2 separate regions of the Rattus norvegicus genome follow, and region 2 is linked to region 1. Evidence: chromatin contacts called from public Hi-C data. All regions are on one chromosome and are shown on one strand. The core of a region is the stretch at or near the end of the contact, and the rest is flanking DNA. Distances in the headings are between cores, read along the strand shown.

Region 1 (5,889 bases), core at 1,410-3,909:
ACGTATGAGTGCTTTGCCTACATGAGGTATGTCTGTACCAGATGAGATCATCAGATCTCCTGGAAACACGGTTAAAGACAGTTGTGATCTGCCATGTGTGGATGCTGGGACTTGAACTCAGGACCTCTGGAAGAACAGCCAGTGCTCTTAACCTCTGAGCCATCTCTTACCATTCTTGTCTGCTGCGTTGACATCTGCTCCAAGATCCAAGAGGCGCTGCAGGCAGGGCAGGCGTTCAGGTTCCTCACTGGCCAGATCCAAGGGGCTGCTCTCGTGGATCTGAACCAAAGGGGATAGCAGCCATGTTGCCTGGGGTGGCTTTCGCTGGTGAACCTACTAATCATGCCCAAGATTGGAGCTGACCCTTACCCGGTCCCTCCTGTTGATATCAGCCCCGTGGCGCACCAGCAGCTCCACCATGTCAGGCTGGTTTCTCAGGACAGCAATGTGCAGGGCTGTGTAGTAGGTGACAGGGTCTGAAGGCAAGGAAGTTCGGGTTAGTCTGTTCTCGAAGGACCTAGCCTCAGAGACTCTCCCTGGCACCCCCACCTCAGGTGTGAAGATGAAGTTTCCTCAGGACTGTCCTGAGGAGAACGCAAAGTGCTCAAGCTCAGCAGCATGGCCAGCCCCGGTAGCCTTGACCTGGTTTGGGCTCAAGGTCACCAGAGATCCCTCTGCCTCAGCCTTCCAAATGTGTCTCACAGCCAGGCCATTTGACCATGTGGATGGGCTTTGGAACACCCTCCCCCAGCCCCCCCCCCATCTGTAGTTTGCAGGATCCCAAGTTTCCTACATCCTCTGAGCATGTTCTCCAATGAAAGACACAAAAGCATGCGTGTGGGTCAGCACTGGCAGCCCCACCTGTCTCCTACCTCCTGGGGTGACAGCCAGAGACAAGGCAGGTGGCTGACACTTCATCATCCCTGACCTGACGCTTAAAGAACCTAGGCAGCCTGCCGTCACTGATGCCTAGTGTGGCTTATCTCCCCACCCCTAGGACCAGAGCAACACCTGCAGGACAGCTCAGAGAAAATCACCTTCCCTTAGCTCTGGGCACTGCCAGTGTACTTTCTCCACAGCAGAAGGATTAATCTGGAAGATGTGGGAGGAGAGGTGCTAAGAGCCCCCAGAAAGCCACCCAAAGGAAAAGAACATGGGAAGTCACCCCAAAGACAAGAGGGGAAGCAGAGGCCAGGGCTGACTGCCTAGCCCTGCTCGCCCCCACCCCCATTCTCAGGCCGCTGCTGACCTTCAAAGTTGAGGTTGGCCCCACTCTGCAGGAGGACCGCAGCTGCCCGGGTCAGGCCCAGCTCGGCCATCTTCAGCAGAGCATTGCTCACACCTTCCTGGTAGAAAGGAGAGTGGGCCTTCTGCTCCAGCAGCTCCGTAAGGACCAGGATCCGGCTCTCCTCACTGGAAGCGTAACTGCACCAAGAGGCAGAAAAGACCAAGTGGGAACTCCTGGGGACCAGTGGCCCTAGCCTGTGTGCCCTTCCACAATCACCCACACAAACTGCCCATGCTCTGTGGGACACAACTCTTTCTTGGTCAAATGTGTGAAGTGACTTCAAAGCCATCCTTCAGCTTGCTGTCAAAGGCCTGGCTCTGTCCCGTCCTCTCTCATACCACCACGAGGGTGGCCCTAAAGCTCTCACCCTTCCTAGACAAAACTACCTACTAAGTGCTACTTGGGCCTGGACACTACTCCATACATTGCCCCAGCTCTGGACAATGGCTCAGACACCACCTTCAGAGTCACCTTCCTGTCCCAATGCTCCTCAGTTGCTCTTCTCCCTAATCTCACCCACCAGACCTCTTCTCTTGCAACAGGTGGGATCCAAGATCTGACCAAACGCTTATCTAGGGCGGCCTTCTTGAATATGCTAGTTTCCGCCAAGGGAGGGCAGTAGCGCCTTGTGCAGCCCTGCTGCCCCGCCTCCGAGTTCTGGAAACCGCCTGGCACTACATTTACAGAGTAGGCCGCAGAAGAGCGAGCTAGTGTGGTTTAGAAAAGACATCCTTGTTGAGACTGAAAGTCTGCAATTCCGGCTCATGACTCTCCCAGTGCTATTCCTTTGCCCCGCCCTACTCCCTGCATCCCACCCCACGGTGCTGGTCTGGGTGCTGGTCTGTCTCGGTGGCACAAGCACTCCGAAGGCGTAGCGCTCCTAGTACCCAAGGAAGTCTGCACAGGGCACACGGACCACACCGGCTTGCTTCCCCCAGAGACTCTCGAAGAGGCCTGCTGTCTGCAAAAAGCGCTGTCGGTCCCAGCCAGGACCTCTCCTCCGGCATCCATGCACAGGGAGCGGCTCCGGGGCCCTGGCCCTCTGCCCTGCAAGACGCTGCGAGCCCACCTCAGGCTGGCGCTCGAGCTCGCAGCCACGCAGCTCCCGCTCCCGCCGCGACAACCACAGGGGACCGCAGCGACTCACTCATCCAGAGGCTCCTGCCGCTCCAGATCCTGGATGCCCAGGGCACCCAGGATGGCGTCCACCAGGGGCTGGTACTCGAAGATGATCCTGCGGAAGCCGTGCAGGAACGGCATGGCGTCGGCCGCGCGTCCGGATACCCACTCGCCACCACCTCCCGATCTACCGGTTCAGACCCCGCGCCGGTGAGCAGTCGTCCTCCCAGGCCTCAGTTCCGCACCGGAAGTTATCCTACCACCCCTACTTCCTGTCCTGAGGGCCTGTGAGGGCTCATGTGCATTACAGTGCCCCCTACCGCCGGGGAGGACCTCGCGACTATCATCACTGCCCCGGCTCCGCCCCGCCCTGAAATTCCCCGCGAGGCCGCTGCAGGGCGTCCAAGCTCCAAGGGGGAGTGTGGCCCCGCTACTGACCTGCTCCTGCCCGAGGTGACATAGGCCCAGTTCGGAGCCCGGACACTGCTTTCTGCAGCCTATTTGATTTTGGCCACTTCCTAAGGAAGTCTCTCTACTCTGAACTGAATGGCGCAATGAGGACCTTGCACCCTAACTCTTCCCCACAAATACTGGGGACAATTCATTATTCTCTGTCCCTTCACCCCCTGGCTAAACAGGGTGCCCACTTTTCCCGCTTTTCCTGGAGGAACTCGGTGACCCTTCCTGTCCTGGTCTGTAAAATTGGCATAATATCACTTCCCTAGACCCTGAGTGGGAAGGCAGCAGAGACGCAACAGAAAGAATTGTACCAGGTAGCTTCCCCCTACACAAATTTGAGTGGCTGCGACTTTGAGTCCTGCAGCAAGGCCCTGATGATTCTAGAAAGGCCAGTTATGGGTAGGTGTCAGTGGTCCTGAGGCTGCATCATCATAGCCATGGCTCCAATCCTTTGTGGGGGCTTGTGGTCTCTCTGCTTGGCACCTGCCATCTGCCACAGAGTTACTGGCACGGAACAAAGTTTCTTGTTTGTTTTAAAGACAGGATCTGGGGCTGGAGAGATGGCTCAGTGGTTAAGAGCACCGACCACTCTTCCAGAGGTCCTGAGTTCAAATCCCAGCAACCACATGGTGGCTCACAACCATCTGTAATGAGATCTGATGCCCTCTTCTGGTGTGTCTGAAGAGACTGACGGTGTACTTATATGTAATAAATAATATTAAAAAAATAAAGACAGGATCTCATATAGCTTGGGCTGGCCTTGAACTCTCAGAATAGCTGAGGCTGGCTGCCATTGTACTCCTGAGCTTCCTGCCGCCACTTCTCAAGTGTTGAGATCACAAGCTTGGTTCTGGGATGCCCAGGACACCAAACCCAGTGGGCATTCAAGGATCTTACATGGAATGGTTACACAGCTCCTCTATATCAGTTCTAGATGTCTCTGCACCCAACAGAGTAAATATCAAGTTGGTAATTGTTTAGGGAATAATGGGGAAAAATCTGTAGAAGGGGCTGGAGAGATGCCCAGCAATTAAGAACACTGGCTGCTCTGGAAAGGACCTAGGTCCTGTTCTTAGCCAGTCAGGACTACGTAGGGAGGCCCTATCTCCCAAAGGGAAGGAGTGGGATGGAGGGTGGCGGGTTTCCGGAGAGATGGCGCAGCCCAGGTTCAATCCACGGGGCTCTGTCGCCCTCTTCTGGACTCTGTGGGCATTAGGCACAAAAGTGGTACACAGCCGTCCATGTAGGCACAACATTCACATTCATGAAATAAAACCCCAAAGTTGCACTTGGGGGCTTGGGACATGGCTCAGCTGTCAGAATGCTTGGTTGACATGCGTGTAGCCTTGGTTGGGTTCCACACCCAGCACCATGTAGACTGGACATTGTGGCTTCATCCAGGTCACTCCTTCCTCAGTGGCTCCAGCCCTCTTGGGTTTGGAAGCTGCCCTGATCCAGATGGCAGCAGTTTAACCTTCTGATATCTACAAGACCCTTCTTCCATATAATATCACTTTGAAGGTCCCCAAGCATCAGCAGAATTCAGAGGGTAGAATACAAGCTCTGTGGAACAGGTGAACCCAGATGTGGGCCTTCTGGCCTTGGCCTCAATGTCGTCACCTCTATTTTTGGTTGTGAGCCTAGCCTTTAATGGCTGAACCATCTCTCCAGCCAGTCTTCACCTATAACTTGATCATCTGCCCAGCTTTCACAGGCCTAGCTCCAATGAAAGGCATGTTGATGTCACCAACGGCCGAGAGAGGGGACAGAGTAAAAAGAGCTGAGCTGCCGAGATAGTGCAGAAGGTGGAGGCTTGCCACCAAGCCATGTGACCTGAACTCAGTCGTTGGGACCCTATGGTAGAGGGAGAGAACAGACTCCTACAGATTGTCCTTTGACCTCCACACACCCACACCCACACACGGCGCATGCGTATACATGCATATTTAATGTAAATACATGTAACATCAGAGTTAACTTGTATATATTGGAGCCCTCCTTGGGTCCTAGCACTGGACTAAACACTCTTCACATGGATTCTGTTAAGGCCTAGTAGATAAATAATAACCTTGACATGATCAGGAATCCGACTCAAAGAGGTTTTAGAGCTTGCCCAAGCACATCAGGGTAGACTGTCAGCTAGTCTATCCGGCCTCTCTACCCACAATCCTCCAGGAACGCAGTCCCTTCAGCTCTCTGGCTTTGGGTCTTTAGAGGTCTAGACTTGCAGGAGGGAGGAACTGACCTTTGCCCTTTCACAGCCCTTAGGCATCTCATAGTGGAGCCAGGCTCCACTGCCAGCCCGTCACCCAGGCTCCTGTCTTTGGAAAGCCCTATGCCCCTTGACCCCTCTTGTCAGCAAGGGGTCCTGTTTCCTCCATCTGCCTTCCATTAAAGTTGTCATTCAGACCTCCTGCCTTCAGCTCTGACCCTTCCCTCTCTTTTCCTCACCACTACTGCTCCCTTTCTGCCTGACCAGACAAACCCCATCCTGCTACACCAACTCCAAAGCTTCTCAGCCCAGTAAGGGATAAAACACACAGAGCTCAGACCCTAAAAAGATCTGTGCCTCTCTCTTACTCACCCAGGGGAGTTTAGGGGTCACACTGAATATTGTACAGAGGTAACCTTAATATATAAAGAACTTTCAAAAATCAATAAAACAGTAAAAGTTTCCTACAGGATATAGACACAGGACATGCATAGGTGAATCATGGGTGAAAAGGTTGTCAAGCATAAGAAGACGTGGCTGGCCTCCCTACCAATGACAACAATGGCAATGACAACAGTGACTACCACACCTTTAATCCTAACATTCAGGAGACAGAGACAAATGGACAATCTGTATGTGTTCAAGCCCATCCTGGACTATATATTGAGTTCCAGGCCAGTCAAAGCAATCAGAGGACAACTTTAGGAAGTTGGTTCCTCCAACCATGTGGGTCACTGGAGAGATGGCTCAACCCAGGTTCAGTCCAAGGGGATCTGGCGCCCTCTTCTGGACTGTGTGTGCTTTAGGTACA
Region 2 (6,083 bases), core at 286-2,785, 110 kb after region 1:
CCCAAGCCCTAGGCCTGGTACTGTGAAGTGACAAGAGGTCACAGCCCATGACAAAGTCTGCCAGCAACTTTGGCTGATGGCTGGCCTGTAGCTCAGGCCTTATCTGTATGCAGTGATGAGGAGAGATGGCCACAGCACACCGTTTCATGTCTTCAAACAATAGCTATGTGTCCGTCTCTTTTCTTTTTATTGTTTGCAAAAAAATCAAACAGGAAGACAGCCTGCTAGTAAAGGACTTAACCCCACCAAGACTGCTGGCCAGAGTTCCGTCCCTGGACTCACACACGGGAGGGAAAGAAGCAACTCTTGACAAGCTGTGCTCTAACCTCCACATGCCTATGGATGGATACACAGACGCCAAGGAACCCCTGTGTCCTTCCTGTAAGTGGAGTTACAGGGGGTTTGATCTGCATGGTGTGAGCACTGAGAATCGATCCTGAGTCCCCTGCAGGAGCAGCCGGCCAGTTCTCCCGTCCCCTTCTACTTTAAAACGATTATTTACTAATGTGGGGGTGGGGGAGTGGGGGAATTCTTCACCTTGGTTAGAGACAGGCTCTCTTGTTTCTTCTCTATTGTGCAGCAGTGTGAACCTGTCTCACCTTCCATCTCCCCTGGGGTGCTGGGACTGCACGGGGACCACATCTGCACGCACTACATGGGTTCCAGGGACAGAACTTGAGTTGTCAGACTTCTGTGACCCATGACTTTACCTGCTGGCTCATCTCCTGAGCCTTTTTGTCTTTCCTTTTCTGTTTAAAACTTTTACGTATTATTTGTTTAAAGGTTTGTTTGTTTGTTTTATGTATGTGAGCATACTGTCGCTGTCTTCAGACACACCAGAAGAGGGCATCAGATCCCATTACAGATGGTTGTGAGCCACCATGTGGTTGCTGGGATTTGAACTCAGGACCTCTGGAAGAGCAGTCAGTGCTGTTAATCACTCCAGCCCCAAGGGGCGTTTCTTAGAATTTTACTGCTGTGAAGAGACACCATGACAACTCTTATAATGGACATTTAATCGGGGCCGGCTCGCAGTTTCAGAGGTTCAGTCCACTATCACCATAGTGGGAGGCACGGCAGCATCCAGGCAGGCAGATGGTGCTGGAGGAGCCTAGAGTTCTACATCTTGATCCCCACACAGCAAAAGGGGAGGAGTGTGTCACACTGGTTGGCGGTGGCATCTTCCAAATATATGACCTCAAAACCCCGCCTCCACAGTGACACGCTCCCTCCAATAACGCCACACCTTTTTTTTTTTTTTTTTTTTTTTTTGGTTTTTTTCGGAGCTGGGGACCGAACCCAGGGCCTTGCGCTTCCTAGGTAAGCGCTCTACCACTGAGCTAAATCCCCAGCCCCAAGGCCACACCTCTTAATAGTACCACCCCTTATGGCAAAGCATTTAAACACATGAGCCTATGGGGACCAAAACTATTCAAACCACCACAGAGACACAGGTTGACCAACGCCCTGGAGCCGCCAGAGTCCACTCTGGAGGATGGGACTTTCCCTAGACCAAACATGAGTCACAGTGATGGTTCTCAGTCATTCTGAGGTTCTTGAAGTCCCACAGCCAGAAACAACACGTGGCCTGTGTAGAAGACTCACATGTATAAGCCGGCTGTGAAGGGTGGCTGGGGGCTTGATGGGGGCAGGCTTAGTAAGGCTCTGTTTGATTTGGATGCTCTGGTTCACCAAGCTCTGAGCCACCATGCTCATTCTATACTAGACGAGAATGCTCTGCGCTGGAAAAAGTGAAGTCATTGTTTACAAAACCACATGTTTTGTTACAGAAATGATGATCGCAGTAGTCTCCTTACGTGACCTCTGCTGAGGACAACGACACCTCCGACGGAAGCTCAGCTCCTCGTGCTCATGTACTCTGGCCCCAGGACACTGGAAAACTGAGCCCAGATGCCACCTGTGGGCACAGACACACCTGTTACAGGCTTGAAGGCCACAAGGCTGGTGCTGTGCTGAGATACTGGGCTGGGAATGACGCAGCAGAGCAGGGACGGAATGTTTCTGTTTGTGTTTTGTTTTTTGTTTCCCCTGTTACTTCGTGTATGTGAGTACATTGTCACAGTCCTCAGGGCGTCAGATCCCATTACAGATGCTTGTGAGCTACCTGGGGGTTGCTGGGAATTGAACTCAGGACCTCTGGAAGAGCAGTTAATGCTCTTAACCACCGAGCCATCTCTCCAGTCCCCCCTGTTACTTTGCATTTTTTGCCTTTTTCTTTTTTTAAAGGTTTTGGAGACAAGATTCTTACTAGGTAAATTAAATAGATCTCAAGCATACATTACTATGCCTGGTTTGCTGACTCTGTGTGTGTGTGTGTGTGTGTGTGTGTGTGTGTGTGTGTGTGTGTGTAGATAGAAATTGGTTGTCTTCCTCAGTTACTTCCCCCATTATTAGTAGTAGTGTTAGTATTTTTTGAGACGGGGTTTCCCTGTTTAACCCTGACTGTCCTGGAAGTCTCTCTGTAGACCAGGCTGGCCTGGAGCACATAGAGCTGCCTGCCTCAGCCTCCCAAGTGCTGGAATCAAAGGTGTGCACCTGGCTGGGCTCACTGCTTGTTTTGAGACAAGGACACTCATTGAACCTGGAGCTCAGATCACTGAGTCAACTAAGCTATCTGGTTCAATAGTCCCAGGGAGGAGGCTGGAGAGATGGCTCGGTGGTTAAGAGCACCGACTGCTCTTCCAGAGGTCCTGAGTTCGATTCCCAGCAACCACATGGTGGCTCCCAACCATCTATAATGGGATCTGATGTCCTCTTCTGGTGTGTCTGAAGACAGCTATAGTGTACATAAGTGTAATACATAATAAATATAATATATTGATATAATAAATATTTTAATAATATTATAATAAATATAATATATAAATTAATTAATCCTAAAAAAAAATAGTCCCCGGAGATCCTCCTTTCTCCACCTTCCATGCTGGAAATAGAGGTACGTTGGATGTATTATTAAAAAGCAATCCACACTATAGACAGCTATTCTCTGGCCCCAGCGGTCTCCCCACCTCCAGGGTAACCCCATGTGGCATGCGCCCAACTCCTTGCAGCAGACCCGCTCACATTCCCAGTCATCTGCCACCTGCAGCAAGCTGTCCCAAATCCTCGTAACCCTGTAAATCAAAACTCTAGAGGCTTGTAATTTATCAGTCTGATTTATATCAGTAAATTCTCAACTCCCGAAACGCCCACACAATGAACTCAGAGCCAATATATGTGGATACAAGCTGCCCACCTAGATTGGACAAATTGCCCTATATTGTTCTATGGTCTTCTATGCTATCCATAGCTACCTGTGGCTATTTAAAGCCACGTGGATCGGTTTGTCCTCGTCTTCCTCCATCTTCTCTGTCCTTCTGTCCTCTGTTCCCCCGTCTTCTGTCTCTGACCCTCTCAGCCCCGGCTTCCTTTTTCTTTTTTTTTTTTTGGAAACAGACACGGTGCTCTTTATTTGCATTGTTCAGAATACTGTACAAAGGGAGTAAAAATCCTATTCACACTTTGCTTAGAAAGACCAGAAGGTGAAAGTTCCCTATGATACATGGGGTTCAGAAGGAGGGTCATGGGGGAAACAGGTGAGTGACCTCCCTCTGGCCCCCGGGAGAGGGCTTGGGCACCGGCTTCCTTTTTCATTGTCCAATTACCAACTGTAGTCTTTTATTACACCACCCTCACCTGAGTATCGACAGCCAACCACAGAGGTGCACACACTGTCTCTTGCTTCGTGTGCCAGCACCTGGGATCTGAACTTAGGTCTTCATACTTGTATGGCAAGGACTTTACTGAAGAAGCCATCTCCCTGGGCCCTGTAGATTGACTTTTTTTTAAACACCACAAACCATTGTTTGATGGGGCTGAGAGGTGGCACAGCCATGAAGCGTGTGTTCTGCCTTGAATGTGCAGGGCCCTGGTTCTCAAAAACCAAGAAGGAATATACACGGGATGCCATGATGTGTCACTATGGGGTTTCTAGCTGGTTCTGTTATGCCTAGTCTACAGATGAGAAAATGGAGGTTCAGAGAGGTTTAAACAGTTGCCTGGAGTTGCACAGCTGATAGGGACAGAGCTAGGATTAACTAGAACCTTTGTACACAAACCCAGGCACGCCAGCAAATATCTCATAAGAGTCCCCAGCAGTCAGAGCCCTAGCAAGTCAGCGCACCTCTGGGTCATTCAGGGAGCAGGACTGGAATGCTAGCAGACGTCAGGATAGGAACTGGGGTTTCCTTGAGTCCCTTGTTGACATCTCTTTTGCTGCATAACAGCTGTGTTTGGGGGTGATTTCTAAAGACTCAGGGGAGGTAGTTAACACCCATGAATGGTGGTTCTGCTTCAGTTGGGGGTTCTTGGCTGTTGTCTTTTCTCAGGCAGGACCTGTCACTAACGCTCACCAGTTCTCAGCCTTTCCAGCTTTGGGTAGAAATCTACAATGAACCAACATTCCACCCTGCAGAACACTAGTTTGTTTTTGTTTTGTTTTTTTAGCTACTATATTCTGCCTGTGTGTATACTTTACTTGCAGGCCAGAAGAGAGCACTAGATCCCAAGGTTGTGAGCCACCATGTGGTTGCTGGACATTGAACTCAGGACCTCTGGAAGAGCATCCAGTGCTCTTAACCTCTGAGCCATCTCTCCAGCCCGAGTCCTATTCTTAACTGTGCCTGCTCTGCCATCTAGTGGTTAGGCCTGGGAAGTACATCACCGCTTCTGCCTGAGTGTGGAAGGGGACGCTTTGAGACCATTTCCTGAACCATGAAAATATGAATAGAGACACTCCGGCCAGATTCGCCAGACGTTAGCTCTTTTGGGGTTGTATTTTTGTGGGAGTTTTGTGGAGTTTGACAGGGTCTCAGAACAAAACAAAGCAAGCAAAAAACCAAATCCAATCAATCCACAAAAAAACAAAAACAAAAACAAAAAACAACAAAGCTCTCTTCAGAAGCTGCAGCAGAAAGGACTGGACACTCCAGACATCAGTGCACACGAAGCTGCAGCAGAAAGGACTGGACACTCCAGACATCAGTGCACACATACACACACGCACGCACACATACACACTTTCCGATGGAATCTGAAGGAATCACCCTCTGGACCAGGCTGGTGATCTGGTTTAAAGCTGGAGAAGGCCTTTGGGGCTTGCACCCTAGGGACCTCAGCTTTTCAGGGGAATAAAAAATGCAGGGGGAAAAAAAAACAGCAGGAAGGATATGAGTCCTGGGGCTCAGGGGAGGCCTCGAAACTGGAGGCTGGGGCTGGAAAAGCCCGAGAAGGCAGGGTTCGGGAATGGCTTGGCCAAGCTCCTGACTCTGGTTCCTCTGCACAGCAGCAACATTCGGACAGCAGGAAATGGAGCGAGAGCCTTGCATTCAAATGCTAACCCAGACAACCAGAGAAAGGTCCTGTCTCTCTCCACTCTTTCCACACAGTGCTGCCTTGCGGAGTCCCTGTAGCATCATCAGAGTGCCTTTCTGCTCCTGCGTGGTCCTGGGTCACCACAGTTAGCCAAAGTCGGCCACATCCCCTGGGCCAGGCCAGAATAAGAAGGCCACAGGCTTTTGCATGTTAGAATCCACTGTTAAAAACTGTTCTGGGCGGTGGGCAGTGCTACTCACGGTCGTCATGGACCATCGAAGTTACTAGTCAAGATGACTACAACTTGGCTGGAGAGGTGGCTTGGTGGCTAAAGTGTCCTTGGCTACACAGGGAGTTGGGAGCTTGTCTGGGCTACACTAGACTTTGCCTCAAAAAAAAAAATGCATACGCCAAATGAATAAATAAATAAATAAATAAATGGAAAATTGAGCAAGGTGTGGTGAATTCTTCCACTCAGGCATGAGACGGGAGAATTTCTGAGAATTCAAGGTCAGCCCAAGCTACCTAGTAAGATGCTATTCTCAAAAAAGTATGTGTGTGTGTGTGTGTGTGTGTGTGTGTGTGTGTGTGAGAGAGAGAGAGAGAGAGAGAGAGAGAGAGAGAGAGAGAGAGAGATGGAATGGCTCAGTAGGTAAAATGATTGCTTCATAGCATAGAAATCTGGATGTGACAGGACCAGCCTCTGACAA

What was found. A called contact is a pair of places that touch in the nucleus more often than the background predicts.
Region 2: a contact with region 1 is called in a Hi-C map of prefrontal cortex, with 5 times the contacts expected there. The contact joins the enhancer-like site here to the promoter of Asb6 in region 1. A contact is called at or near these places in 6 of 12 Hi-C or Micro-C datasets (the A7r5 cell line, the Rat2 cell line, Schwann cells and 3 more).

What each region holds. Positions count from the first base shown.
Region 1 is chr3:34,510,374-34,516,262 of GRCr8, forward strand. It overlaps Asb6 (ankyrin repeat and SOCS box-containing 6), which reads right to left and starts at 2,660. Exons shown (of 6, transcript NM_001399347.1): 1 at 2,436-2,660; 2 at 1,250-1,425; 3 at 370-476; 4 at 171-279. The coding sequence starts at 2,548.
Region 2 is chr3:34,618,251-34,624,333 of GRCr8, forward strand. No RefSeq gene overlaps it. Among named protein-coding and RNA genes, the nearest start is that of Tor1b, 20 kb to the right of the region's middle. Within about 2 kb of position 1,536, at least 3 of the 93 cell types and tissues checked have an H3K27ac peak or open chromatin away from gene starts, as enhancers often do.